Linked DNA regions of Triticum aestivum: region 2 is linked to region 1. Evidence: chromatin contacts called from public Hi-C data. All regions are on one chromosome and are shown on one strand. Each heading gives the region's core, a stretch centred on a gene start, on an enhancer-like site or on the middle of the called end of the contact. The rest is flanking DNA. Distances are from core to core; before and after follow the strand shown.

Evidence for each region. A called contact is a pair of places that touch in the nucleus more often than the background predicts.
Region 2: a Hi-C map of leaf shows a contact between it and region 1, with 4 times the contacts expected there. The contact joins the promoter of LOC123098095 here to the promoter of LOC123098094 in region 1. A contact is called at or near these places in 2 of 5 Hi-C or Micro-C datasets (both in leaf).

Annotation. Positions count from the first base shown.
Region 1 is chr4D:387,771,986-387,775,286 of IWGSC CS RefSeq v2.1, forward strand. It overlaps LOC123098094 (nuclear speckle splicing regulatory protein 1), which reads right to left and starts at 2,049. Exons shown (of 6, transcript XM_044519970.1): 1 at 1,820-2,049.
Region 2 is chr4D:388,072,618-388,075,777 of IWGSC CS RefSeq v2.1, forward strand. LOC123098095 (vegetative cell wall protein gp1) reads left to right here and starts at 1,497. Exons shown (of 1, transcript XM_044519971.1): 1 at 1,497-3,029. The coding sequence starts at 1,840. The coding sequence ends at 2,568.

The DNA of each region.
Region 1 (3,301 bases), core at 799-3,298:
CGCATAGCACACAAATCTAACAACATAGTTATGGATAAATAAAAATGGGAATCCTATCCTAGTGTGTGTTTCAGAATAGATAGAGATTGTAATGCAATTATGCAATTAGATTTGTCATGAAAGACAGCTCGTGTGTGTTTCAGTGTCTTCAATTTGATGTACTCTCTTTAGTTATTGAAAATAAAGTTGGGTCATTTACTAAAGGAAAAACTGGTACATTGCTAATAATAATATTTCATGTACTGGCTTTGCTAGAAACTAGATAGCAATGGGTGGTGCACTTGGTCTTAGCCTATTCTGTGATAACGAATATCTGAGTCTGTGTGCATGTGTAAGCACTGTGTTCTGTGTGCATGTATAAGCTCATGTGTTCTCTGTATAAACTCATGTGTTCCGTATGATATATGTAGATAGAACATTACTTTTGGATCTCATGTGTGAATGTGGGTGGGAATGCTCACTTTCTAACATTATTTCTAGATGTGCAACAATCTAAAAATCAACTAGCATGCTTACACAATTCTGAATCTAAGTTTTTTGTGCTTGCGGATTATGAATCAGATCAGGGACCTCCTGTTCATGGTAGATAGTGTGGTAGTAATGTACTACAATGACCACCCTTTAGTAATGAAAATGTACCATGGACCTCCTAAGTATGTGTAGTTTGTGTACAAAACGCCTGGGGAGTAGTAGCCACTGTACCTCATGCTCACAGACACTCTTCAGCTGAAGCAGGTGAAACTCAGTGTGGAGCTCAGCTGACAGAAGCGCACACACAGAAAACGAAATCAAAATCATTTTCTCTCTTTTTTCTTCTGGTACTCACATCCAAATCATATCAGTTGCTTGTGTATCCACTAATTGCACAACTTGATATTGTTGTTCAATTTTGTTCATTTGTGGTCGTTCAGTACACTCAAATGGTTCATTGTGTGATAATATATCCATTGCAACTTAGATGATATCATGGTGGTCATGTTTTGTCCAGTGTGGAATCAGCTTGGTATAATTCTTGTTAACACCATCTTCTTTTCTTTCATAAGGGAGGACAATTAAACATTGTCGATTGGATCAGTAGTCATGTGGCCTCATAGCTGAGGACTGTAGAATCTCTGTCTTTAAATGATGTTTTTATGACTGGCAATAATGTGTTGGCCATGAAATCCTTTTGCGGCACATACGCTACTAATACATTATATGTTTACAATTGTGAAGCATGGGTCGTTTGCTGGTATGCCTGCCTGAGTAGGTATCGAATTTAGTCTGTACTAGAGATTGAATATTTGAAACAACATTTTCTTGCACCCACGTAGTTAGCTTGATATAGTCTGGACTCATTGGATCATTGTTGTTGATAGGTTCCAACACTAGCTTTTACTCTAAATAAAGTTGCAAATAGGTACTCTAGTTCTTATTTTGAGTAATTAATAAAGTTCGCTATTCTTTCTAGTGCTTGCTAGAGTGCTCTGTATAGCTGAAAGCTGCGTAAATAAATCCTGTTTAATGCACAGGCAGTATTTGGTTCAGCTGCAATCTACTCGTAAGATTTCTGTGTTATTCCCATGTTACCCAAAGAAAGAGGGGGAGAGGGATTAGAAGAGACTCAGTCCCTAGGGGATTGGGTGGCTCCCGTGGTCTCTGGTAAGCTTCGAGTGGGCGACTGCAAAGGAAGAGAGGGAGCGGCCTGGGCGGAGGCTGAAGGTCACCGCGGTCCGCGGGCGACGGGACGAGCAGGGGGGGACGGAGGGAGCCGCCGCCGTAGGGGCTCGGGCGGCAGGGCTGGATGGAGAGGAGGGCGAGGAAGGAGGAGGGGTGTTACCTTACGGAAGTCCTTCGTCGTCGTCGGACTTGTCGCCGGAGGCACCGCGTCCGTCCGCTCCTGCGCCGTCACCCCGTCGCGTCGATCGGTAGGGTTCGTTCGCCTCAAGACGCAGGCCCAAATCCCGGTCGATCCCTCTGTTTTGTTTTTCCTTTGAGGAACGGCCGATCCGTCTCTCTCTCTCTCTCTCTCTCTCTCTCTTTTGAAGGGGCCGATCCATCAACTTTGCCGTTGTGCGCGAGCACAAATGCGGCCCGGTCCCAAGGGCTGAGCTCACCAAAAAGCCACATGTGCCGACCGGGGGGGATCAGCCCGGCACGGCATGAACTCGGGCGCGCGGCTATAAGGCGGCGCCCCTGAAGAAACGGCCCTAGTGGGCCGGCCCAGTAGCTGGTCTGTGCATTTCTTCACTCTGTTTTATTCTTCTCTCTCGTTTTTTTTAGATTTTTATTTTCTACTTATTTTTTATAAAAATATAATACATCTATTACACAAAAAATTACTCCAGGTAATTTTTGATAAAGTGTTTGTGCAACTTTAGAAAAATTCTGATATGTAGCGTTTGGAAAAAAATATGTTTCAACGTGTATTTGGCAAATATTTAACATGTATTTGAAATAAAATTAAAAAGAAGTGTATTTCAAAAATATTAAACGAAAATAAAATTAATGCTTTAGATGTAGAAAAAATGTGCAATGTCTATTAAAAATAAACACGAAAAATGAATTTGGAAAATTTTAATCATTGTATTTGAAAAATGTTAGTCATGTATATAGGAAAATCTTCCTTATGTATACAAGAACATACATTGTATATGAAACAAGCAGCCATCAAAATTATATATTTAAAAAGATCTTAATAATGTCTTTTAAAAATATTAAATGTCTATAAAAATAATGTTTCATATGTATATGAAAAATTTACAACGAGTATGAAAAAAAGTAGACATAGAAACATATATTTTAAAAACATGTTAATCACATATTAAAAAAATAAAAATTATAAAAAAATTGGTGTATACTAAAAATTTAAACAACCAAAACATATATTTAAAAAGATGTTAATCGAGTAATTGAATTTTTTTAAACATGTATAAAAAATTTCTTGATGTATACGAAAAATGTGCATTGTGTGTGGAAAAAAAGATACATGTTGAACAAAAAGATAAAGGAAAACAACAAAGTAAACGAAAGAAAACAGTGGAACAAACTGAAACCGAGGAAAACAGGGAAAAAACAAAGAAAACCGCAAGACAAGAAAAAAAATAATAAAAAGAAAACAATGTATAACAGTGAAAAATAGTCAAACCAATGCTACATACGGGCCAGGCCCAATAATGTCGTCATGCAGGCGAGACGTAATACATCTCTGGCGACATATAGCTCCCGCGACACGGTGTCCGCGTTGCTTTTGGGCTTCTAGGTTGTTTTGGCCCTCGACCATTTTTTGCTTTTCTCTAACCATTTTAGTTCTTCAAATTTC
Region 2 (3,160 bases), core at 247-2,746, 300 kb after region 1:
CGAGACCGGCCAGAAAGGCGGGCAGATCTTTATGGGTGGGCTGGCTTCGCGCGTACCGCCGTACGTTGCGGGGCCGCGTTTCCCGTGGAGACTTTCGGGGCCCACCGTCATTGACGCGATGTTGTTTTCGTGATCTAGTGGTCAGATCAGGTGGCAGCCGTTGCCTGAACTGTGCATGTCGGCATTTTTGTTTTGCAGAACCACCCCCCACTTGCACTTCTTTTTTGGTCCTCGACCCCTCCCTCTCAAAAACAAATCGAACAAGGTAAACGCACACTATTTAATTAGCTACCGGCCGGCACTACATTAAGTGGGTGGCGGGACATATTTTCTCCTATCTATCTAGTATGACGTTTCCAAATAATTGCGATCAGTTGGATAACGAAACTATGTCAAGTTGTAAAATGAAACAGTCAGGGCTCATTCGGTTTATGTCATTTCAAAGGTTTGCCCGACTCCGATGAGGAAAGTGCCATGACAGCGGCGCACCTTCGGCTCGCTTCAGTGTTTGTAGTCATCGCTAGGTGGTCTACGGATCTAGATATATTTTTTACTTCTGATGTTCTTTGTACTACAATGACATGACAGTTGATGAATAGATCGAAAGTTTTCTTCGCAAAAAAAATTCAAAGAAATGGTTGCCTTGCTCACTTCAATCATGAAAATTTCCCACGATATCTCCTTAATGCTAAGAATTCTGTCAAAATGAATGCTAAACATGGATGAAAATGCCATAGGAGTCTTCCAAAAATCCTCCAAAATGAATGAGCCATTAATACGTAGCTATTGACATAGCATAATTGGAAGGCGTGATTTTCTTGAGACCATATAACCGAAAGACATAATTTGGCAACGTCGTAATCAAAATCTAACGTTGTGATGTAGATATTTAGAATGTATTCCATGAAAATAATACATTTTCATGATTGCATTTTTACCCTCAGTTGGCCAAGGACAAGTCTCAATCAAAAAACATCTTAAAACCCCAAGACATAGATAAATGAGTGCAATGTGCATGTACTATAAGGCTCGGTCGGGGGATTGCACTATGTTGTACTTATTTCCCAATCTTTTATGAAAATCAAGGAATATGCTAGAATAGTTGGAACCACCCCAACACCGAACGCAACCTAAAGCTAGAAATATATAAAGATGTGGTTCTTTTCCCCGCAAAAATAAAAAGACGAGGTTCTTTTGCCAAGAATAAAACATCTATCCATGAATTCTATTCTCCGAATAATGCTCCCGGAGAGGCAAGGAATCAGTAATTACCATCCTCTAGAGGGGCATCAGCAAAAGTTTCTAACCCCCGTACAATAGTAATTAACACGTGCAAACCTGCCATTAGTAACCCACAAGAAAAATCGAGGAAGATTAGTTTATGTGAGGTCAAATCACCCCCACAAGTACTCAACGAACCAACTAACCCATCTCATCAACCTTCCTCTATAAAAGAGAGGGCGTTGCACCCCCTAGAGCTGTAGCCCGGAGGCCAGGGTGGGCTTAGTGCATGCATTGGCTAGCTGCTCCCTCCTCTCCTCTCCTCTCCACCGTAGATAGAGCGCAGGCCTTTTCTTCGGTTCTTCACTGATATAGATAGCTTCCATTTTTTTGGTTCACTTCCTCCTCTTGCATGTTCTTGATCTCTTCTCGATCTAAAACCACCGATAGATCGATCCTAGCTAGCATCCTTGTTGTTTTTCTTCCCAAGGATCTAGCTAGTTCTTGCAGATTTCATGCAAAACTAATACTACAAGTTCTTCCAGTTCTTCATTCCCATCCTTCTTTATTTCTTGTTGCTCTCTTAATTCTTCTCCTCCTACTCCTATCTAGCCAGACATGGAGAACGTTCTGCTGGATCGTTCTTCCGGAAGCTTCGAGTACCCGAAGAGGGGCGTCTATGGCGGGAGGCCGGCGAGGCCGCACGGCGCGTACGGCTCCTCCCGCACGTGCCCGCAGTACCATCACTTCCAGAAAAGTGGCGCGTGGAACTCCGCCCCCGCTCCCGCTCTTCCGTATGCGTACGCCAGGCCGCCGATATACTCGTCGCCGTCTCTCCCTCTCCTGCCGTCCAACCAGCCACCCCTCCTGCCGCTCCCGCCCACCGCTACCAAGTATGCCACTTTCCCCTACCCACCACCTCCGACACCGCCACGTGCCGTCAGGCCGGCGGCGCCCACGACCGTCGTGCCGGCAGCGTCGCCCCCTGCTTCGTCACGCCAGCTGAGCCAGAGAGACAGGAGGAGGAGGCCGGCTAAGCCGCCGGCCGCAGAACCGGCAAGGGAGCAGAAGAAGAAGAAGCCGCTGGAGCGGGCGACGCCACTGCCGCCGGCGCCCGCGGTGACCGAGGCGCTGGACGACCTCGAGCAGGAGCTGGCCCGGAGCTGCGTCCAGGACCTGCTGCACGCGCTGGCGCCGCCGCCCAGCAGCCTGCCGCTGCCCAGGTTCTCCCTCGTCGTCAAAGCGTCTCCACACTCCGCCACGGCCGGCAAGGTGGCGCCGGCCGCCCCGTCCTGCAACGCTGAGGCGGCCACCGCCGACGGCCTCCGCCGCCTCCTCCGCCTCTAGTATCGTGGCAATTACCCTGCCGCGCCGCGCATTTACGTGATCTCGGTGTACCGTTGCTACTGTTGATTATTTCCCTCCAATACTATTATTTCCTGGCTGGGAAAATACGTACTACTACTACTAGAAGACAAGAAAGAAGAGTTGTGTGATGCTCGAGCAATGGTCGGTGGCGTGACCGTGATGTGGCCGTCAGATGGACGCGGTGCTAGATGGGGTCCAGCCGTCGACCGATTCAGGTGAAGAAGATGATGTTGATTAAGCTTTAATTGTGTGGTGCTAGATATATATCTAGGGTTTACATACTGTACGTTACGTGCCTGCGTGCGCGCGTATGCTCTTGTTCTTGATTGGGTGATGTGTTTTTTGAATTACCTTGTATCAAGAGATTAATTACTCTAGTAAGTATAATGTATGTGGTGATGTTTAAGTGTGACTTAAATTAAATCTTGTGCTTGGCGAAATATTGGCGCGTGTACATATTGTTTTTCGTGTGATCTTTGTATGCATGTATGTATCCCGTGGACACTACTAGCTAGACATCAATTATGAATGGACAGTTATCTATCCAGCTTTCTTCCAAGTCCCTTTACCC